4 separate regions of the Sus scrofa genome follow, and regions 2, 3 and 4 are each linked to region 1. A link is a contact called in public Hi-C and HiChIP or PLAC-seq data. All regions are on one chromosome and are shown on one strand. The core of a region is the stretch at or near the end of the contact, and the rest is flanking DNA. Distances in the headings are between cores, read along the strand shown. Region 1 holds the start of RNF223 (RING finger protein 223). Region 2 holds the start of AURKAIP1 (aurora kinase A-interacting protein). Region 3 holds the start of MXRA8 (matrix remodeling-associated protein 8). Region 4 holds the start of INTS11 (integrator complex subunit 11).

What was found. A called contact is a pair of places that touch in the nucleus more often than the background predicts. HiChIP or PLAC-seq counts read pairs in DNA pulled down with a chosen protein or histone mark.
Region 2: a contact with region 1 is called in a Hi-C map of skeletal muscle, with 8 times the contacts expected there. The contact joins the promoter of AURKAIP1 here to the promoter of RNF223 in region 1. A contact is called at or near these places in 1 of 5 promoter capture datasets (fetal liver), 3 of 47 Hi-C or Micro-C datasets (liver and skeletal muscle) and 1 of 2 datasets of contacts at active chromatin or transcription factors (alveolar macrophages).
Region 3: a contact with region 1 is called in an H3K27ac HiChIP or PLAC-seq map of alveolar macrophages. The contact joins the promoter of MXRA8 here to the promoter of RNF223 in region 1. A contact is called at or near these places in 1 of 47 Hi-C or Micro-C datasets (liver) and 1 of 2 datasets of contacts at active chromatin or transcription factors (alveolar macrophages).
Region 4: an H3K27ac HiChIP or PLAC-seq map of alveolar macrophages shows a contact between it and region 1. The contact joins the promoter of INTS11 here to the promoter of RNF223 in region 1. A contact is called at or near these places in 1 of 5 promoter capture datasets (liver), 1 of 47 Hi-C or Micro-C datasets (skeletal muscle) and 1 of 2 datasets of contacts at active chromatin or transcription factors (alveolar macrophages).

What each region holds. Positions count from the first base shown.
Region 1 is chr6:63,441,750-63,447,237 of Sscrofa11.1, reverse strand. It overlaps RNF223 (RING finger protein 223), which reads left to right and starts at 2,481. Exons shown (of 9, transcript XM_021095183.1): 1 at 2,481-2,612. It overlaps LOC106509643 (a long non-coding RNA gene), which reads right to left and starts at 2,373. Exons shown (of 3, transcript XR_002344844.1): 1 at 2,235-2,373; 2 at 1-829.
Region 2 is chr6:63,655,229-63,660,716 of Sscrofa11.1, reverse strand. AURKAIP1 (aurora kinase A-interacting protein) reads left to right here and starts at 3,149. Exons shown (of 3, transcript XM_021097450.1): 1 at 3,149-3,339; 2 at 3,593-3,682; 3 at 3,950-4,597. The coding sequence starts at 3,631. The coding sequence ends at 4,497. It overlaps LOC110261342 (a long non-coding RNA gene), which reads right to left and starts at 3,042. Exons shown (of 2, transcript XR_002345410.1): 1 at 2,533-3,042; 2 at 1-784. CCNL2 (cyclin-L2) reads left to right here. Exons shown (of 11, transcript XR_002345407.1): 9 at 128-239; 10 at 351-443; 11 at 555-1,664.
Region 3 is chr6:63,632,203-63,637,690 of Sscrofa11.1, reverse strand. MXRA8 (matrix remodeling-associated protein 8) reads left to right here and starts at 2,068. Exons shown (of 10, transcript XM_003356116.5): 1 at 2,068-2,324; 2 at 3,377-3,400; 3 at 3,521-3,817; 4 at 3,924-4,025; 5 at 4,117-4,587; 6 at 4,794-4,952; 7 at 5,119-5,155; 8 at 5,236-5,312; 9 at 5,446-5,488. The coding sequence starts at 2,276.
Region 4 is chr6:63,605,511-63,610,998 of Sscrofa11.1, reverse strand. It overlaps INTS11 (integrator complex subunit 11), which reads left to right and starts at 3,084. Exons shown (of 17, transcript XM_003127493.6): 1 at 3,084-3,246. The coding sequence starts at 3,219. CPTP (ceramide-1-phosphate transfer protein) reads right to left here and starts at 3,008. Exons shown (of 3, transcript XM_003356107.4): 1 at 2,947-3,008; 2 at 344-471; 3 at 1-160. The coding sequence starts at 459.

The sequences.
Region 1 (5,488 bases), core at 1,232-3,731:
GCCTCGACAGGTGGAGTATGGATGAGACCTCAAGGCAGAGGTGTTGAGGGGGCAGCTGGTTACATGGAGACAAGGTGCAGACAATTGTATTGTTCATTTCAGGAACTTCATGGGGGAAAAAAACTCTAAACACCAGGCTTTCAACAGATCCCATGACTCCTCCGACGCCCTGCCTTGCTGTGTCCACCAACCCTCAACTACCACGCGGGGACTTTCCCCCACCTGCACCGAGCCTCCTCCGCACTGGAAGCTCACCCTGACCCTGACCTGTGCCTCCCAGATCGGGGCACTGCAGAGACTCAGCCAAGAACCCAGGCGTATCATCTCATCTGCAGGCTTCTTGAGCAGCATTTTCAGGGAGCCCAGGTCTGACGCTACTGAGACGCACTGGCGGAAAGGTCACCCTCTGATATCAGAGGATGCATTATGAATGGATGCCCTGACCTTAGAGAAACTTGGGGCTGAAGCAGGAAGGCTCAGCAATAAATACCAAGTTCCCACTGGTCTTCAGAAAACCACCAAGAAGGTGGAAAGGTGCAGAGCCGTACAAAGCAATTCTGTGACACGGCGCAGGTGGGCGCAGAGCCCAGAGGAGCTGCTTCAATGAGGCAGGACTACTGCCCGAGGATGGCTCACACTGGGCCAGCTTCCTCCCGACCACGTGGGCCCACTGTCCTCTGGGAGGGAAGACCCAGAGCGACTCATCCTCCTGCCCCATGCTCTTACTTGGAGAGTAGCTCGCCCGGTGAGTCTGATACTCCATTTCCGTTGAAGGGTGTTCAAACTTGGGATGAATGTCCTGAGGCAGCGTCCAGAAGGGGAGGAGAACCTGCAGGATTCAGCCAGATGACCAACTGCACAGAAGCCAGCCAGGAAGGGAGCTGTGGTCGTCAGGGAGCCCAGGGACTGGGAGCGGCCTGGAGCCACCTGTCCAATAGCACTCGTGCCCTGCACCCCTGCACACCCTAACCCTATCTGCACCCGACTCAAACAACGCTCCCAGGGTCCTGCCCTCTCCTCGGCACACTTGCGATCCCATTTCCTGAGAAGTTAGGAGTGCTGCAGGACACACACTGCTCTTCTTGTCTGGGGCGGCTCAGAGGCAGAGCCTGAGACCACACAGAAATTCCCGTGTGTCACAGTTCCCATAGTGGCTCAGTGGTTAATGAATCTGACTAGCATCCATGAGGACGCAGGTTCGATCCCTGGCCTCGCTCAGTGCGTTAAGGATCCGGTGTTGCCATGAGCTGTGGTGTAGGTCACAGACGTGGCTTGAATCCTGCGTTGCTGTGGCTGTGATGTAGACTGGCAGCGGCAGCTCCGATTTGACTCCTAGCCTGGGAACCTCCATATGTGACCCTAAAAAAAAAAAAGCGAAAAAAAAAAAAAAAGAAAAAGAAAAAAGAAAGAAATTCCCCTGTGTCATCCTGTTGGGACAAACCAGTCCAGGATGCCAGACAGTCCTGTCACCTAGACCCCACACCCACAGTCTTTAGGACTGACTGTGGGGGACAGTCACAGTCCCTGGGAGGCACAAGGTCACGGGGTGGAGCTTTCGTGGACAGAGCAACCAGTCCGACCAGTTCAGAGAAACCCGAGATCACACTTCTTTCCCGTCCATCCTTATTCATGTTGAATAAGGATGCTGGGGAGAGATCTGAGAGCCAGTGTTACAGGCGCCCATGCTGACAGCAGTTTGCTGTGTGGGTGCCCTTCCCGGTCCAGGCCTCTCACTCAGACTCACTCGCCCAGGCACTGCTCTCCCAGTAGCCGCCCTTGCGGAAGATCCGCCCCCTGTCCCCGCACCCAAAGATACACAAAGCACAAGGGCGGTGGTGGTTTTACTCTCTTTTCTCCCTAGGCAAAGCCTCTCCCGGGACCAGCTCCGCACGTCCGTCCCTCGGTGCAGACCGGGCCCCGGGTATCCCACTACCCCGCCCCTCTCCGTGAGAAGGGCTTTGCCCGCCCGGAAAGCGGCATGAGTCACGAAGGTGGCAGAACTGGGCGCAGGGGGGCGCTCGGCAGCCCCGGAACAGAGTACTTCCTGGGGAACCCCTCCCCCAGAGAGGACGCAAACATCGCAGAGGCCTTTTCCCCGCCAGCCGTCCTCCGCGCCCGGGCGCGGGACTGGCATCAGGGCGGAAGCGGTCGCCAGGTACTGCGGCGCCTCTCCCCAGGATGCGCCACTGGAACCCTGTGCTGTCTCCGGAACCGCTACTCCGCCGGAAACCGACGGGCAGTCCAGCCGAGCGTTGACGGAGGAGACCCGGGCGACTTTTCGGAAACCGGAACGCAGACGCCTCGGACTGCAGGGCTCTTTGGTCTCCTGGCAACGCCGGACGGCGGCGTAGTCCTTCCCTTACTTCTGCTGCCATGTTTAGGGCCCTAGACTACATTTCCCAGGTCGCTTCGCGCGAACCTTCAGATCTCGCGAGAACTCTGGCCTGGAACCCTCCGGGGGAGGAGACTCGCGCGGACCGCCGGGAGTTGTAGTTCCGGTTTGGGAGCTGTGCTCCCTGGCACCCGGGCTGAGAGACTTCAAGTCCCAAGGGGGCACAGCGCGACCGCCTGGAGGGCGGGGGGTATGAAAGAGGAACCCGGAGGGCGCAGGGGTGAGTGAGGGGCCGGGAGTGGGCGGGCGGGGGCTGGCTAGGGGTTGGCTGGGGGCGGGGACTGCGGCGGCCCTGGCTGTGCGGAGTCCCGCCGGGGCAGTCAGGGCGGCGGGGTTTGGCCGCCCTTTCTCTCTGTGCCCCTCGCCCCGCCACCGGCTCAGGGCGCCCCGGACGCGCGGGAGGAACCGCGAGTCCCAGGAGGTTTCCCATTTCAGCTCGCTGATCGCCACTGGAGTGTCAGGCCTCGTCCAACAGGGGTTCGTGTGCGTAGTCACCAGAACGATTTAATTGACGTTCTAGTTTAAGTTCATTAAGATCGGGGGGTTTGGACGCGCTTCTCACAGCGCTCCTGCAAACGCAGCTCCCTGGTGGCGGGGCGCTCAGGTGGCCCGGCTTTGTCCTGTGTTCTCAGGGTCACCGCGGTGCTGGAGGTAGCGCTGGGCCTCGTCCTCTGCGCCTCAGCCCGCGCCCCCGTAGCAGCCTTGTTCAGCCATAATCTGAATGCAGAAGCTCCTAGAAGGAAATAAAATCTGAATTTTACGGAAAGTTTCTTCTGGCACACGCGCACTCCACCCCGCCCCGGTGTGCGTCTCCCAAAGACAGAGCAAACGTGCCTTGGAGGGTGGTCACCCCAGGACCCTCCCTGCACCGCCCTGTTCTGCAAGGTAAGCGTAATTCACTTGAAGAATGATCTCTAGTCACCACAGTACTGAGAATTCCGCATCCCCACGGCCAGGAACCCCCTGGGGAGTTCCGGGGGTCCTCCCATCAGTACCTTCTCAGGGCTGCGGAGTCCACGGAGCACCTACACGTACACAGACTTTGCATCCAGTCAGATTGTGTACACCATCGGTTCTCCATCAGCACGATGGGACTTTCGGGTTGAGAAACATGTTAATGAACAGGGCCACACACAGTTCTCCTTTTGTCCTGAGAGCCACATTGCTCCCTTTGCTTGCTGAGAAAGTGACTGGCAGGAACCTGCCCTGAGGGGCTGGAGATCCAGCAGGTCCTCCCGTGCTGTGCTGGGCAGTGGGAGAAACAAGATCAGCACATGGGATTTTTTTTTTTTTTGGTCTGTTCATCTTTTAGAGCTGCACCCCCTGGGCGTATGGAGGTTCCTAGGCTAGGGGTCTAATTGGAGCTGTAGCCGCCAGCCTATGTCACAGCCACAGCAACACCAGATCCGACCCATGTCTGCGAGCTACACCACAGCACACGGCAATGCCAGATCCTTAACCCACTGAGCGAGGCCAGGGATCGAACCTGCGACCGCATGGTTCCTAGCTGGATTCGTTTCCGCTGCGCCACAATGGGAACTCCAGCGCATGTGATTTTTAAAGCTGGCGACCCCCCCTCTCCAGCCACAGCCGCCGCAAAGCCTGGAGGAGCGGTATGTATGTGGCGTCCACCGCCCCCTGCAGTGGTCATCCAGGCAAGGCTTCCTACCAGGGAGCCCGTTTACATGGTTGTCCAGCCAGCACCCAGCCCCTGTTGACTGGTCAGAGTGATTCCACCCGCTTCGTGATGTGTTACTTGTGCAGAATCACAGTGACTTCTTCATTGAAACCACTTTTTCTAAGGAAGAATGAGCTGTGCAAGAACGCACAGTACAGTGTAAATTCTCACCAAACTGCATTACATTGTGGAAACTCGTGCTCCATTACTTAGCTGTTTGGCTCCCATGAGATCTTCAAAATAGAAAATGAATTGCATTTATTCAGTTAGTGCGTGTAATTCACATAAATGAAATGCACAGGCTCCGTTTGATCAATTTTGACAAAGGCGTACAACTGTCACCTGCACGCCCATCATGACAGGACAGTTCTGTCTTCCCTAAAGGTTCCCCTGTGTTGTGGGCCGATTGGCTCTGTCGCCCCAAATCCATGACCCCAGTGTGATGGTGTCTGGAGGTGGAGCCTTTGGGAGGTGATCGGGGTGAGCTGGGGCCCGTGCTGGCATCGGTGCCCTGAGGGCAGGGGCAAGACAGAGCGACCTCCCCACACCCCGCTCACATGACCCCTGCTCGCACACCAAGGAAAGGCCATGAGGACGGTGAGAAGGTGGCCGTCTGCAGGCCAGGAAGGGCCCTCGCCAGACGCCGGGTCTGCCGGCACCTTGACCTTGGGCCTCCCAGCCCCTAGTTCTGCGAGGAGCAGCGTCTGGTCTAAGCTGTGCCGGCTGATGAACCTTGTAAACCTTCCCAGCCGCCCCCGACCCCCCCTCCCCCGCCCCCGCCAGAAGCGCAGGCAGGGCTCTTCACTGTTTCTGTGTGAGAGCTCACGGGCACGGGGTGCCCCTGGCCGCGCACAGCGTGGTGGGCATTTTCTGATGGCTGGTCTCCGGGCTGTCTTGTGTGACCCTGAGCAGCGCCTTCCTGCGTGTGTGCTCTGGGGCCCAGTGGCTTGTCTTCAGCCTGCATCTCCTTGAGTGCTGTGCCGAGCGTGTGTGTCCGTCTCTGGCGCCCTCCCCAACCTCTTTTCTGAAGTGTCTGGTCAAATCTGTCGCCTTTAAAAAAAAAAAAGTCAAGCTGTAAGGCCCTTGCTGTTGGTCGGATAGATGTATTGGGGATGGTAGCTCCCATTTTTTGACTTGCCTGTTCATTTTATTAATGGTGTCTTAAAAAGTTAACTTTAAAATTTTTGGAATGGTTTTAGATTCACAGGGAGGTTGCCAACCAAGGGGCGTTTGTGGAAACTGAGGCTCCGTTACTGTCCCCTGCACTCCAGGTGTCAGGCCATGTGCTGCCCCCGTGTCCTCTTTGTGCCCCGGATGCTGGCCAGGATCCTGTCTTTTCATGACCCGGACAGTTTTGAGAAGGGCTGCTTGGCTGTTTTTGTAGCATGTCCCTGATGTTGCGTTTGTCTGATGTGTTT
Region 2 (5,488 bases), core at 1,900-4,399, 210 kb before region 1:
GGGTTCCGAGTCCAGCAAGGAGTCAGGTCGGCCCTGTAGATCCCGCAGGAGGAACCTCATCCTGCTCGGCTGACCCCTTTCTCGCCAGAGTAGCGGTCAGGGTGTGACTTCCTGTGCTTGATTCTAGCAGGCTCCCCCCAGGAGGGCAAAGGAAACAAGCCCTCCCCGCTCTCTGCGAAGAATGCCAGGAGGAGGACGGAGGGCGCGAAGAAGGCCAAGGCCGACAGCCCGGTGAATGGGTGAGTACCCGAACGGCCGGCGGACCCTGGGCTTGGCTGCCGAGGCGGCCGCGGGCCCTGGGCTTGGCTGCCGAGGCGCTGGCTCTGAAACCGCTCCCGCCCTGTTGTCAGCCTGCCCAAGGGCCGAGGGAGCCGGAGTCGGAGCGGGAGCCACGAGCAGAGCTACTCAAGGTCCCCGTCGCGATCCGCTTCCCCTAAAAGGAGGTGCGTGCTGCTCAGGGCTCCCTGGGGCCTGTCCCTGGCCGGGGTGGGGGTGGGGTATCTTTGTGGAGGTGACAGGCCGGGTGGTCCCTCACCTGGTGGTCTCCTTCACAGGAAGAGTGACAGCGGCTCCACGTCTGGCGGGTCCAAGTCACAGAGCCGCTCGCGGAGCCGGAGTGACTCCCCGCCAAGACAGGCCCACCGTGGTGCCACCTACAAGGGCTCCAAGGTGAGGGGCTACCACAAGGCCAAGGACTGCAAGTTCTCCGCACAGAAGCCCCGCAAGTCCCGCAGCCGCAGCTCCTCCCACTCTCGGAGCCGCTCAAGAGAGCGGGCAGATAATTCTGGAAAATACAAGAAAAAAAGTCACTACTACAGAGACCAGCGACGGGAACGTTCTCGATCTTACGAGCGAACAGGTCGTCGCTACGAGCGGGACCACCCTGGGCACAGCCGGCACCGGAGGTGAGGGATGGTCCCTCGGCGTGCACACCTCAGCCCCTGGCCCCGGGGCACGGCTCTTTCTTGGAAACGGCTGTTGACCCTGGGCCTCGAGATGACTTTGGAGACGGAATTGAGAGGAGGGCAAGGTGCCCTCAAGCCTGGCCCGGGCCCGGCCCCCACCTGTCCTGCAGAGCCCCCCACAGCAGCCGGCGGCCGAGGCCCGCGTCCTCGTGGTGTGGCTTGGTGCTAAGGACAAGCGGTCTCCACCCCTGTACCGACCCTCAATTACGTTAAACCAAGAAAATGACTCTTTGAACCTTTGCCTATATTAGGTTGTACTTATGTACGTATCTTGCAGTGTTTGACATGAGAAAATGGCCTTAACAGCCCCTCACTCCCTGCCCATGTTGTAAATAAACGTGTTTCGTACACGTTACAGCCGTATCGGAAAACTCAGAACTTGAATTCTGTCAGCTTAAAACATGTAGAGGATTCTGATTTTTTAAATGTGAAGGTATTTCGATCTGTGTTGAAAGTCCTATATTTTTATCTGCGACGCTGAGTGCAGGCCACCAGCTCCAATACTGAGGCATTTCGTATATATGCATTTTATGTGGTTAAATAAACACAGTTCTCTCTACTCAGGACATTTGGAACTTTAGAGAATTTGTGGTGTGTCCTCCTGCTTGCTGGATACCGGGCTCAGCCCGCAGCATCCGTTCTAGTGCTTTGTCTGCGCTGCCATCTCGAGCTCATTAAAGCGTTGGATTTTGTACTGCATGCCATGCGCCTGCTCTTCTGTGGAGCCTTGTCAGGGCTCCTGTCCTTGGGTAAAGGGAGCGTGTAAAGGACACAATGGTCCTGGGTCCCCTTACACCGGAGGGAGCTCGTTTGCGACCCACCAGGCTGTGTGTCAGGCTGGCGGCAGCTGGGAGCAAGGCTCCTGGTGTGGATCAGGGGCTGTCAGGGGCCTGTCACAGGACCTGGGTGAATTCTCTCCAGGCCACACTAGGGCCAGTGAGCCTGGGGGAAGGTGCCCAGTGTTAAAAAGCCAAGGAGGTGTCAAAGCGACGGGGTCAGCACCCACAATCCAGGTGGCTCACTCTTAAGACCAAACGTAAGTAAAAGACTGGGGAGGCCGGGCGGCTGGAGTGAGAGGGGCATTCCCACAGGTGGGACCCAGAAGCAGCCCCTGCCACTGAAGAGCAGGGTCATCACGTGACTCGGCTATAGCGCTGGGCCTGGAGGCTGCAGCTTCTGCCCTCCCACTGGCCTGCCCTCCACTCCCTGCTTAGCCAGGTTGGAGCCTGGGGGTGGCCAGGCCTGGCCACTTCCTGCTAAGACTCACTGGAAGGCCCTCCTACAGGACAAGCCTCTGAGCAGAGCCAGTGGGGCTCTCCCTACATCCCTTCCCTACCAGGCGTCCCTGCAGGTCATTCTGGGGATCCTGTCCACGCTAGCCAACTTCAGTGAGGACAACAGAGCCTTTCGGGACTAGACAGGTGAAGCCCTTCTGGTCCCCTACTCTTGAGGAGCAACGCTGAGTTCTAGCCGAACCGCAAGCTCCAGGGAGACTGCTTTTGGTTTTCGAACAAAATCTTAGGCACAGGATGGGAGTTTGCTTGCTCTAAAGGAAACAAAAACCCACCTATCCCGCTTTCTATCCTGCGTTAGACGCGGGGCCTCCTTCGCTTATCCAGACCGGCAGAGCGAGGAATCTGAAAGCCAAATGGAGGGGGCGGCGGGTCCCAAGACCCCCGAGATCTTACGGCGCCCCGGCGCCGCACTATTGGCTTTCGGGCTGCAGGAGCCCGGGCGCGCAGGCACCACGTGTCGGCCACCTTCCCTCCCATCCTCGCGAGGAGGGCTCGGGGGTAGGGGCCACGCCCGCAACCTCAGCGGCTCCTGATCCTTAGCCTCCCGCTCCAGCGGGCGCAGTAGCTCCCGCCACTTCTGTCGTCCCGCGAACTCTATTTCCGTGGCCGGGACAACATCCCTGTCGCAGCTCCGAAACGCCACTTCCGGCCGCCTGGACCAACTGGCCCTTGGCCAGTCGTGGAGGGAAGGGAGTTCGGGCCACTCAGGTGCAGACGGCATCGTTTGGGATTGTGGGAAATGTAGTTTTCTAGCCTTTGCTGGACACAGGCGGAACTGGCGATCTGGGAGCGGGGCGCGCGGGGGTGGGGGGGCGGTTCCTCCGGCCGGAAGCCGTCGATTTGGGGGCCCGTCTGGGTCTGCGCAGACAAGGAGCAGGGAGCCGTGATGCGCTAGGGGGCGCTGGGCGTAGGAACTGGCGGGCGGCCGCACGCGGGCTGGGGGTCGGTTTAGGGAAGGACCGGAAGTGCTTGAGCGCGGCGGCGGAATGGTCCGCTGCGTCTCTCGGCGGCGTCTGGGGAGGCTCGGCGTGCGGCCGCAGAGCTCGCGCTCCAGGGACAGCGAAGGCGGCCGTGGCCGGGTAGGGCTCGGGACCTGGAGCCCGAGCGTCGATCCCACTCGTGCGGTGGGCGCTTCGGGGTGAAGCTGAGGCTCAGGGAGGGTCGGTACCTGCCCGGAGTCGCGCAGCTGGGGAACGGCGGAGGCGGAGGTTTTGAGGGAGTCGTACTCGAAGTAACGTTCCCGTTGCGGGAGGGGGTGGTGAGAGCGACGGGAGGGGAGGCGGGGCGTGACCGCAGTCCTCGGAGTGACCTCGGCTCCCACCTGTGTTCCAGCTCTGCTGAGCACCCGGGCCCGCCGCCACACTCAAACCATGTTCCTGGTGCGCTTGACTTCCCAGCTGCTCAGGGCTGTTCCCGGGGCAGGTAAGAGGCCCCACGGGGGCGGACGGGCTGGATACGCACCTGGGGTTGGATGTGGGACTAGCAGCTCCGCTGCGCCCCGCTGCTGTATCTCACCCCCTGGAGCCGGGGGCCTGGCTGCACAAACAGCCCCTTAAGCTTCCAAGTGTCATAGTTTGGGCCTGAGAATGTAGTAGGCAGGGGTTCAGGCCAGTCTGCCGTGGAGGTTCTGCGCCCCAGGCCCGCTGGCCGTGCATAGGAGTGGTAACTGTGTCGGCTTGTTTATTGCAGGCCGCAGTGGGTCCCCGCGCGTCTCAGAGGTACTGGGCAGGCACGCCTGCAGGCCTCGCTACAGCACGCAGCCCCCAGGCCCCAGTGGGATTGCCTCTCTTCCTGGCAAGCACGTCCACCCAGAGCTTGAGGAGATGCTGGTCCCCAGGAAGATGTCCATCAGCCCGCTGGAGAGCTGGCTGACCATTCGCTACCTCCTGCCCAGACTGGGCGCTGGGACCCCAGGGACTGTGTCTCCAGCTCAGCTCTATCAATGTCCGCCTAGCCAGGTGGGGGAAGGGGTCAAGCAGGGGGATAAGGAGGTTCGGGACACACCCCAGATGCAGTGCAAAAACATCCTGAAGATCCGCCGGCGGAAGATGAATCACCACAAGTACCGCAAGCTGGTCAAGAGAACCCGGTTCCTGCGGCGGAAAGTCAGGGAAGGGCGCCTGAGACAGAAGCAGGTCAAGTTTGAGAGAGACTTGAAGCGCATCTGGCAGAAGGCAGGCTTGAAGGAAGCCCCTGCAGGCTGGCAGACCCCCAAGATCTATCTGAAGAACCAATGAGTCTGGAGGTGCGCATGGCGGCCCCCCCCCCCCCCCCCCGTTACTGCCCACCACCCATTGTAATAAAGAACCAGCACACTCTGCTGTCTGCTGGCCTGGACCCCTGTCTGCTTGGGCGAGCTGCTTGGGGTTTGAGGTTGGTGCCAGCCTTTGATATTACAGAAGGAACAAGGACCCTCGGCAGGCAGATTGGCCATCCCTTCCTCAAGCTGGCCCTTGTCCTGGGGCCAGGCATGCACGAGTGGGAACAGCTTTGAAGAGTCCCATTCTGCCCTCAGGGCAGGCCTTTTTTTTTTCTCTCTCTCTCTTTTCTCAGCTGCCCTACATTATATAGAGTCTCTGGATTCTTTAAGCCACCGTGCAGGGTCGGGGATTGAACCTGTGCCCTGGTGCTGCAGAGATGTTGCCGATCCTGTTGCACCGCGCAGGGACTCCAGGGCAGACTCTCAATGAGCACACCAATGGCGAATGTGCCAAGGGACCTGCCTGGGGCCTGGAATGCCCAGGCCGAGGTGTTGACGTGACGAGGGTGTACAGTTAGCCTTCCAGCAGTTGAAGACCTGAGTATGATTTACAGTTGGCCTTTCACGTCCGTGGGTCTGGCTTCAACCAGCTGCAGATTGCGTGGTATCATAGGCCCTGTTCAGTGAAAAACCCTCATGTATGTGGACCCCGTGCGGTCAGGGGGGGTCTCGCTGGGCAGGCAGGAAGGGCGGCCTTGTCCTCGGCGGTGGCGATGGACGGTGTCCTGTGGGCTCCTGGCTTCTGCCGCTTGTTGGGCCCTGCGTGGGGCCGGCGAGGGGCTCCTTGGGCAGGGAGGGCCTGCTCTGGCCGGGGCAGGGGTGGACCGGCTGAGGAGGGGCTGCCGCTCTCGGAGCTGGAGAAGCCTGGCCCTTCCAGGGTGTGGGTGCCCCGTGGTTCCGCCAGGCCCTGCCAGGCTCTGTTTCCTTGGTCCCTGTCCCCTGCCCTGTGGGCCTGGCCCTGGCACCCT
Region 3 (5,488 bases), core at 819-3,318, 190 kb before region 1:
CTCTCGCTGTGTTTAAAGCGCCTTCATTCATCAGCGAGCAGGTCTGCCATCTGCCTCAGCTCAAACAGGTGTGAGTGGCAGGAGGGGCCTGGCACCCGGTTTGGTGCTATAGCCCAGGACCGGGCACACAGTGGGTGCTCAGTGTCTGCTGAATGATGGGACGGCCTGTGTGAGCATGTGTCCGTGTGTCTGCTTGTGCCTCTGAGCGCCTGTGGGTTTTCTTCCCAGTGAGCCTGGCTGCCTGGAATGTCTGGGTCCCCAGGACCGAAGCCAGAGTCTGAGTCTCAGCTGGGCTGGTGGCCGACCCTCCTCGTTCCGCCTCCAGCTCCTAGGAGAAGGGAGGTGGATCTAGGCTCCGGTCTGGCTGGGGCTGGGCCAGAGCTCAGGGGGCCCTGCGGTGATATCAGCCCCCTTCTCTCCTGAGCCTCTGTGTTCATCTGGAGCTGCTTCCTGCCGAGGACTGGGAGGTGGGCTCAGGCAGAGGATGGGGGCCACAGCCTTGCACCGCCCCGTCCACCTTTGCCCAAGAGCACAAGGGGCTGGTTTCCTGCTGCAGGCTCTGCATTTGGGCTGAGCTGATGGCTGGGTCGACTCTGCGAGGCCCACGGACCCCAGCGTAGGGCCTGCAGCCGGGAAACCTGCTAGAAGAGCGAGGGCTCTGGGGTGTGGCCCGGCTCCCAGCTCAGAGCTGGGGGCCGACCCTGTCCCCTTCCAGGCTGGAGGGCCGGACCTGGGCCATCTCTGCCTCCCGCCATGCTGCTTGGACATCTCTCCGTGGAGGAGAGACAGCCTGGCAGCCGGAGGAGGAACAGGGCCGAGCTGGAGACAGCAGCAGAGGGAGAGACAGACGTGGGCGGGGGCCTGGAGGAGGGAGAAGGGCTGGGAGGGAGGCCGCCGGCACTAATACAAACCAGTTAGAAAAACAGGAGGAGAGGCCAGGCCTCAAGGCCAGCCAGGCAGGGCTTGTTTTTCCAGAATGCAAGGCCCAGGGAGGAGTGGGGTGGGATAGGGAGACAGGTCCCGATTCCAGTTTGGAAACGGGGCTCCGCCTCCCAGGGCCTGGATCCTGCCGAGGACTCGAGGACTCGTCTGTCCGTTAGGCTGGGGGTGGGGCGTCCTTGCAGCCAGTCCGACCTGTTGTCACCCCTCATTCCCTCTGGCTGCTGCAGCAGTCTCTTCCCCTTCCCCAGGAGTCTGGCTGGGTCAGGCTCCTTGATCAGCTGAGGACTTGGGACCAGGGCGGGTTGGAGAGTGAGGCTCCGGGCAGCTGGGATGGTGCTGTGACCATAACTCAATCCGAATGGGCAGAGTCTCAAAAATGCACTGTGGGTTTTTGTGGTTGCTTGGTAGATTTTTTTTCCCCTTTTTTGAGGTTTGCTTAACTAGAAAGGGTGGGTTTGGTACAGAGCGCGTGCTCTGTTATTTCCCATTTGTTTATGTGACTTGTAAGCTTTCCCAGAGCTTCAAATTTGTGCTTCGGTTGGGAAGGCCCTTCCTCTCCTCCCCTCTGGGGGGGGGTGGGGTGCTCCCAGGAGCACTGTGGCCGGTCTGGGCAGCGTTTCATGGACACCAGGCTCTGCCCTTGGCAGTGGCAGGTGGGGTGGGGGCGTTGGGACAGGGGTCCCACGCCTCTCATCTCCTGGCTGGCCCTCTGGTGGACATCAGTGCCCCTCAGGCCGCCTGCAGGGGCCCCTGTTCCCTGCCCCCCAGTGGGAGCTGCTCTCGCCCCACTTCCCAGAGGAGGGGCTGGTGGTCTGGCCCCAGGATGCCTTTCTGCGGGCCTGCCGCAGGGCCGCCTTGAACCCCACAGGCTGCCCTGCCCGTGTGGGGCAACGCCTTGAGCCAGGGTCTCCCTAGAGAGCTAGGTCTGAGGGTGTGCTCACCCCAGAACCCCAGATCAGCAGTGGCCCCAGAAGGGCCCCATATGTCACAGACACCCACAGGACATGGGGCATGCCCTCAGGCCCTCCTGCTGCTCCGAGGGCTGGGCCACTGCCGCCCCCTCCCGGACCAGAGAGGGGGCCAGGTCTGGGCTCGCTCCCCTCACCCTCTGGGACACAGCGGCCGAGGTCCCGCCCCTCCCACCAGGGCAGCTAAGGATGGGAGGAGGCCCGGGGGCTGGGCAGGAGCGGAGGGGCGGGCTGCAGACTGCGACAGGCCCAGGGCTCCGTGATGTCAAGGCGGGTGCTGAGGAAGGGGAGGAGGAGGGGCCCGGCTGTTTTTCGGGAGAGTTAGAGCTCGGGAGACAAAGCAGCTGGCGGGCCAGGCAGGCGCCATGGAGCTGCGGTCCCCGGTCATTCTCTGGCAACTTGTGCTTCTGCAGAGTGAGTCTGAGTGGCCGGGGTCCGAGGGAGTCTGTTTGGGCTCAAGCCCCGGGTAAGGGGGACGCCCCTGCCGGGAAGTGAATGGCTCTAGGGGGCCTCAGAGGGAGCCGCTCACTGCGATCAGGCCCCCAGGGCCCAGGAGGGGAGGAGGTCCTAGGTCAGACCCCCTCACAGAACTCCCCTCGCGGCACGGGGGGGCGGGATGCGGACTCTGGGACAGAAGCCAGGGGGGCTGAAGTGTGGGGCCTCCTCCCGGCTCCCTCTCCTGAGGAAGAGGGAGCCTGTCTGTGTCAGGAGGGGAGCGGTCGGGGGATGGAGAGGGCCTGGGAACAGCGGGGCTCGCGGGGTCTACTCCAGAGCACCCCCCACCCCGTGACTCCCAGGCCCCCGAGCCCCCACCCAAGGCCGGCCTGCTGACCTGGCGCATTCCTCTGTCCCGTCTGGGCACTTGGCCACATCTCTGGAGCAGGAATTTGGCTTGTGGGGTGGCAAATGGTGGGGTCACTCCCCACGTCCAGCCTTCTCGAGCCGAAGACCTTTAGGAAGACTTAGAGCCTCCCCGCCGCCCCGGGAGGGGCACCAGAGGTCTGAGGACCCCGGAGGGCTCGTGTGGCCTGCTCCTTGGCAGGTGCCACACCAGACATGCCCATGCAGGAGCCCCCACACCCGCCTGAGGTGTCAGGCCCTGGGCTCTGTGGCTTCGCTGCAGTGACGGTGGCCACCATTCCTGAGAGTGGCCCTTAGGGACGAGCACACGCTCCAGAGCTGGCCTGAGCAGGGTCGGACCCTGGCCTAACCACCCACCTCCAGAAGGGCAGGCTGCTGTGAGGATGAGGTGGGGGCCTGGGAGGGGTGGGGGGAAGGAGACCCCTGTCTGTGTCCTCCTGGCTCCTCTAGGTTTATCCCACCTGCTAAGGGGGTGTCGTTGGCACCAACCTCAGTGAGGACTAGAGAAGGGACCCAGGGAGCCATGGGGGGGGGGTCTGGGTGGGTGACCGCGATGTCAGGTCTCAGGTCCTGCTTCCCAGTGTGACTCAGACTTCTCTTTCCAGGCTTTGCTGTCCTTCTGTCCTCAGGTTAGTGACCACCCTCCCCTGGGAGCCGGGTGGGTCTTCCTGCTGCCTTGCTAACACCACCCTGTACCTGTCCCCTCGGGTCTCACCCTTCCTCCAGTGACACCCCCCCCTCCCCACCAGGCCTGTCTGGGCCGGACAGCTCGGTGGTGTCTGAGTCCGCAGTGAGCTGGGCAGCGGGAGCCCGCGCCGTGCTGCGCTGCCAGAGCCCGCGCATGGTGTGGACCCAAGACCGGCTGCACGACCGCCAGCGTGTGGTCCACTGGGACCTCAGCGGCGGCCCGGCCGGCGGCCCCGCGCACCGACTCGTGGACATGTACTCGGCGGGCGAGCAGCGCGTGTACAAGCTGCGCGACCGCGGGCGCTTGCAGCTGCCTCCCTCCGCCTTCCACGACGGCAACTTCTCGCTGCTCATCCGCGGTAGGGGCCGCGGAACCGCGGCGGGGGCTCGGGGGCTCCGGGGGCTGGGGGGCTTGGGCCGGGAGCCGGGGCCGCGAGCTCACGGCGGGGCTCTCCCGGTGCGTAGCGGTGGAGGAGACAGACGAGGGGCTGTACACCTGCAACCTGCATCACCATTACTGTCACCTCTACGAGAGCCTGGCCGTGCAACTCCTGGTCACCGACAACGGTGAGTGTGCCGCCCCTCGCCCGCGCACCCACCCCTGCCGCCCGGACGCCCCTCTCCTGGCCCGGGATCCTTGACCGACTTGCTCCCCCAGCCCAGGCCGCCGGCGCGCACTGGACGGGCGAGAAAGAGGTGCTGGTAGTGGAGCGCGGCGCGCCCGCGCTGCTGACCTGCGTGAACCGCGCGCACGTGTGGACCGACCGGCACCTGGAGGAGGCGCAGCAGGTGGTGCACTGGGACCGGCAGCCGCCCGGGGTGCCACACGACCGCGCCGACCGCCTGCTCGACCTGTACGCGTCGGGTGAGCGCCGCGCCTACGGGCCGCCCTTCCTGCGCGACCGCGTGGCAGTCGGGGCGGACGCCTTCGCGCGCGGCGACTTCTCGCTGCGCATCGACCCTCTGGAGCCCGCAGACGAAGGCACCTACTCCTGCCACCTGCACCACCACTACTGCGGCCTGCACGAGCGCCGCATCTTCCACCTGAGAGTTACCGAGCCCGCCGCCGAGCCGCCCCCGCGGGACTCGCCGGGCAACGGCTCCAGCCACGGCGGCGCGCCCGGCCCAGGTGCAGGGGGGCCCCACCAGCCGAGGAAACTTCCGCGGGGCCGGGGGGCGGCCCGCCGCCCCCCCCCGCCCTTCTCCCCCACCCCCCGCTCCTGTCCCACATCTGGGACTTGGGTGTTGGCGGAGGGAATGGGGGCCCGCAGCGCCGCGGGGAGGCCCGAGTCGCGATGCGCACTCCCTGACACTGCTCCCACATGGTCCCCGCAGACCCCACGTTGGCACGCGGCCGCAGCGTCATCAACGTCATCGTCCCCGAGGGCCGGGCACACTTCTTCCAGCAGCTGGGCTACGTACTGGCCACCCTGCTGCTCTTCATTCTGCTGCTCATCACTGTGGTCCTGGCCACCCGACAGCGCCGCCGCGGAGGTGAACAGGGGTGGCGGCGGTGGGGGGGTTCGGGGATGCAAGGGCTTTCCTGGCCAGTGGCGGGACCTGGGGTGCGGTGGCGTGCTCGGGGCTGGGAGAGTTCCTCAGGGCTGGGGGAGCTGGGGAGAGGGGCGACACTGCCCCCAACTCGAGTCTCCCTCCCCAGGCTATGAATACTCCGACAAGAAGTCCAAGTCAAAGGGGTGAGTGCCCCGCCCAGCTCTCCCGGGAGCCAGTAGATCAGATGCCCTCTGCCCTAAACTCCACCACCCTCCCGCTCCAGGAAGGACGTGAACGTGGTGGAATTTGCTGTGGCCACAGGGGATCAGGCTCTTTACAGGAGTGAGAACATCCAACTCGGTGAGGACCCCAAAGGGCAGACTGTGGCTCCCAGGCCTGGGGTGGGGGCAGGGGGGGCACATCTGGGGGGCGGGGGGGGGCACATTTGGGGGCGGGAGGGGGAGCTGCTCACCCTGCTCTCCCCCTGCACCAGATTACAAAAACAACATCCTCAAGGAGAGGGCCGAGCTGGTCCA
Region 4 (5,488 bases), core at 1,835-4,334, 160 kb before region 1:
CAGGTCCACCAGCTGGTTGCCTACCTCGTAGGCCACCATGGACTGCAGGCTGCTGTAGTGCTCCCGCTGGGCACCGCTGCATAGCTTCTCCATGATCTGCAGCTTCGCCACCACGTCCTTGGAGATGAAGGAGAACACGGTGCCCAGGCTATTCAGGAACCTGTGCCAGGGAAGCAGGAGCTCAGCCTGGGGTGTGGGGGAGGCCGCCCCTGCCTCTGGGGCGGCGAGCAATAAGAGCTGACCGGCCAGGGCAGGAAAGCGCCTACGAGCGCTGCTGAGGTGCAGGCAGCACACAAGGGACCAAGGGCCAGGAAAGGGCAGGGCAGTGGCCCCGGGCACGCACCTGACCAGGCCCCTCCAGCCGGCAAGGTAGTGGTCCAAGAGCACCTCTTCCTTCTCGTTGAGACACTGCTTGAAACTGACGAGGACAATTTTCAGATTGAAGTCTAAGTCATCCATTTTCAACAGGAGCTGAAACACACGGGGTCAGGCTGCGGGCTGGGAGCCTGCTCATTCTTTGGGTCGTGATTTCTGGGGGTGGGGGTAGGGACAGTTGGAAGGAAACAGCCATGATCCTGCTGTTCCCCTCTTTGAGCTCGTGGTGAGCCCCAGCCGTGGGTCAGCCCTGTGCCCACCTTGCTCTGCTCGTGCTACACACTCGCAGACATACTGAGCCCTGCTGTGCCCTTTGCCAGGCGCTCGGCCCACAGTGCCACACAGCCCGTCACTCAGGCTTGTCAACCCCCTGCCACACCTCACTTGGGACAGGCGTCTCTGTGCTCAGGTTGTTGGGTTTTTTTTCTTCTCCTTTTTCAGCCACACCCAAGGTGCGCCGAAGTTCCTGGGCCAGCAACCGAATCCGAACATGCACCTGTGGCCTACGCCACAGTGGCAGCAACGCCGGATCCTTAATCCCCCGCACTGGGCTAGGGATTGAACTGGCACTGCCACAGAGACGAGGCTGGTCATTAGCCCACTACGCCGCGGCGGGAGTTCCGGCTCAGGTTTTCTTGCTGACTTGTTTATAGTCTCACTCCCCCCCTCCCCCATTTGTCTGTTCCTACAGCTGGAGAAGTATTTGCCGAGTCCTCACTCCGAGCCAGGCACGCACTGGGTGCTCTGTGAGTGACACCAAGAGCCTGGCCCCACTGGGGCGACATCCAAGTGGCAGGGCAATGTTTGTGTCGGGTAACAACAAAGGCAGGAAGTTCCAACATGACAGGTAGAAGGACAAGCCCCATGGAGAGACAGACTGTGGACGGAGGTGGGAGGGCCATGCCCTTCCCTGCTTGAAGCTGCATCCCAACAACCAGAGCAGAGGCTGCAGGGTCAGTGTTTGTGGACAGCTAGACAGACATCAGCCTTTCACTCCTATGGTAACTGCACACGCCCCACACAGGAGGGACCAAAGGTCCCTGCACCAAAGGTCTTCCCACTCTCCGAAGGCAGCCCTAGGCCCTCCCTGAGCCCCAGGGAATCCAGAAGGGCCCCAGGCTAGAGTCCTGCTCTGGGTTCTGCTGGCATTCATAAAGTCACTCCAGGAGTTCCTGCTGTGGCTCAGCAGTAATGAACCCGACTGGGACCATGAAGACACAGGTTTGATCCCTGGCCTCGCTCAGTGGGCTGAGGATCTGGTGTTTCAGTGAGCTGTGGTGTAGGATGCAGTTGTGGCTTGGATTCCGCCTTGCTGTAGTGTAGGCCAATTTGACCCCTAGCCTGGGAATTTCCATATGCCGCAGGTGAGGCCCTAAAAAGCAACAAACAAACATATAGTCACTCCACAAACATCCCAGTGCCCACATGTTACTGGATACCTCTGGGCACCCTGTGCCATGCTTCCCTGTGGTGTGGCTCCGACAGGCCCTGGGGACCCAGCTGTATCTCACGTCAAGTCCAGGACAAGCTCTTGTCCCTTTGGGCCTGGGGGGTTCCTGTACCCTTGGTGCTGGGAGCTCTGGGAGCCAGGCATGGGAGGGCAGCCGTCCAAGCTGTGGTGAGAGCCCAGCCAGGAGAGCACACCTGGATGCCTGGGCAGATCACACACTCTCCTAAAACCCCGCCCTTCATCTTCGGGGAGAATGGGCCAGCACACCCTGCCCTGCCCAGCATCTGGACTGCTGAGAGCATCTGATGGGGCCCAGGGGTTGCTGAGGCCCTGCAGGCCCCACAGGCTTGGCTGCAAGCCTGATGCCAGGCCCAGTGCTCGGAGGTGAGCTCACCCTGTGTTCAGGTGTGGGAGACAGCCATGCCTGGCCTCAGGAAGAGGACACTCCAGAGACTTCCAGAGACTCCCTCTCTCAGGGCTTCGGTTTTCTGTCCACGGAGCAGATGGCCTCTGAGGCCCTCAGGGCTCCCTTCCTGGTCACCAGACATCCTGTGGGCCTGGCCTTCCTGCCCAGAACCTGAGCCAGCAGCTAACTGGAGGTGCCAGGAGTCTTTCAGAGCTTGAAAACAACAGGAAGGGCAGTGGCCATGCAGCCGGGGCGGGCAGCATGCCAACTCTGGGAAGGTGATGCAGGGCACCGCCAAGGCTCCCCCAGAGGCAGCCCAGGCCCCAAGGTCAGGGCTCATCTTGAGGCCGGCATGAGCACCGGAGCCCTGTGGCTGACAGCAAGGAAAATGGGGCAGTCCTCCAACACCTCAGGTCCAGAGGGTGTGAGCCAGGCCCTGTCCAGGAAGTCCTGCAAATCTCGCCTGGGAAGGAGGCTCCAGGTGGCGCTGGGCTGGAACGCGAGATCCCCGACCAGGTGGGGTCCCCAACCTGGGCAGGTCCTGCTCCAGCTGAGGCCCAGGGATGGGACAGGGACCCCGGGTCCGGGCCGGTGCGGGAGGCAGGTCCTCGGCCGCCCTCTCCCGCGGTCCCACGGCAAGGTCCAGGCCCACCCGCCGGGTTCGGTTGGGCTGGGTTTCCCCGCCACCGACTGCAGCTCGTTTCTACCCGCTCACCTGCGCCGCCGCCGCCGCTCACCTGCGCCGCCGCGGCCGCCCCAGGTCCCGCTGCCCCGCCCCCGGCCCCCGCCCCACCGCCCAGGATTGGCTGCCATCCGCCCAATCAGAAGGCCCAACGCGCCCGCCCGCGCTTCCGTGGAGCGCACCGGAAGCTGGCGCAGTTGAGGCTGCGTCTGCGCAATGTGTCGCCTCCAGTCAGTGCGCGTGGCCGCAGCAGGGGCTCGGCGCCGGGGTCTGGCGGGGCGGCGGTAGTCCCACCATCGCTCAGGATGCCCGAGATCAGGGTCACGCCCCTGGGTGAGTGCGGCGCGGGCGGTCTGGTGCGTGCGGCGCGGCAAGAGCGCGCAAGGAAGGCGAGTGGGAGGCTCGACGGGCCGGGGACCCCCGCAGTCTCGTCGCCCCCCCCCCCCCCGCGCGCCGGTGCTTCAGGGCGCCTTCGCTGCTGTCTCTGCTTCCTCGCCACTCCCTGCCCATCCCCGTCCCCCGTCTGTCTGGCGTCCGCTTTCCTGCAGCCTCCGTGTATCTATCTGCAGTCCACCCGCCCGACCTTGTTTTATGTGGTTGCTGCAACATTAAGGTAACTTTGCTTTTCGCAAAAGATGTAAGTGCACAGTTTAAAGGCCCAAAAGGTACAAAACAGTGCGAAGGAGGAAGGATCACTCAGAATCCCGCGTCTTAGAAACAGCCGAAGTTATCATTTTCATGGTCAACTCTCCAGCTGCTGCTGCCTCGCCTCCCTGCGCACCTGTGGGGTCTGTGCTGGAAGCTGCCTCCTTCCCCGGGGCGTGCGCTGGGAGCATCTTCCGTAGACCGTCCCCCGAGCTCCACATCCTTTCTTCTGTGGTGAGCTCTCCCTCAGAATAGCCCACCCAGCCCCCAGTGTGGACACAGAGCTCTTGGCAGTTGCAGTGAACACCCTTGCCCCTGGCCTGCTGGGTCAGAGCGCACATCTCACCCAGCCATAAGTGTCCTCACCTGCGTGGCCTCTCCTAGCTGTTGGCTCAGGGTCCCCTCTGGCTGCTTCAGCCCCATGCCCTCCCCGCCTCTGCAGATTCTCCTTCCCGCCTGACCCTTTTCCATGTAGTTCCTCTTCTCACCGCTCATTCCTGAGCAGTCCTATCTTTTTAGTGCTTTTTTTTTTTTTTTTTTTTTTTTTAAACCCCAGATCTGCACCTGGAGTGCCCTCAGTGTCACTTAACCTTGGCACCATCAGAGCAGAAATACGTTGCCAGTTTCTGCCTCAGAGGGTCCCTGGTCACTGGGCCAGATACAGAGAGCCCTCCCGGATCCCTCCTACCACAGGGCTTTTGCACAGCTGCCCTCCCATCCCACGGTCCTTCTCCAAACTACTCGGAATTCGTCTTCTCAGGGAGGATGTGCCCATCCGTTTCCCTGTCTTACTGTTTCCTGAGGAGGCGCTCATCTCATCTGGTGCAGACTTCTCTAGGTGGTCACTGTGTCCTCGCCCTGAAACCCCAGCTCCCTGTGGGCACAGTGTCTGCTTTGTCCCCACCTCCCCACCCTCCTGCGCACCCTAAGCTCTGTTCCGCAACCCTTCCCTGCCCAGTTCTGGCCACTTTCCTTGCTCCCTGGGATTGTTGTGGGTCCTGTTGGGAGCAGGCAGCCCATGCCCAGGAGCAGAGCTCTGGAGTCCACAAAACTGTCACACGTGCCCATGGGCTGCTCCATGACTTCACACCCTTGTCTGTGAAGGGGGGACCCTTCCCCTCCCATAAATTCTGCAGTACCTTGGAGCTGGTCATGGCTTGGGGCTTGAGGTGCAGCAGGAAGCAGGCAGCTGAGCCCTGCCCTCGGGAACTCATGGTGGAGGCAGGAGCAGGCCTGTGGGGGACTGCGAGGCCACTGCCTGTGGCTGGGCTGCCCGAGGCCCACAGGCCGAGCTCGTGGCTGCCATCGCCTTGTATTGTCATGGGTGACTGAAGCTTTCTGAGGACCAGCCTGTGTCCTGCTTTGGGCTGTGGCCTGGTCACTCTGGTGGACGCAAGGTTCAGGTGGCCACAGAAGGAGGCTGGTCAGATTCAAGATGAAAGGCAGGTCATTTGCTGTCATCAGGCCTTGCAAGACTGTGTCCCTTTCCTTCTGGGCCTCCAGACTCCAGAGGAGGTGACAGATGGCCATATCAGGGGGCTGGGATGTGCCCCACTGGGGTTGGAGCATCTCGGTAGGGCTTGGAGATCAGGAACGTGAATGGGACTCAGATTACAGTCTGGGCTGGTGCTGCCCCGAGAGGGCACAGCACTGGGGGCTTTTGTCATTTGGGGACATGGGGCCACATAAAGCCACATGGCATCCCTCTGCAGTGGCACCACCAGGAGGGGCTGGCACCTCTTGGGGGCAGGGGCCCCGCAGCTCAGATGTAGCCCTGGCTTTGCGTGTGTTGAGTGCTGGGACCACAGTGCAGCACCCGATACTCAGCTCTTGGTCTCAGGATGTGGGTGTCTGCTGCGGGTGGGTTGCTGCCTCAAGAGGGGACTGATGAGTTCCTGTCTGGGCACAGTGGTCACGAACCTAAGTAGTA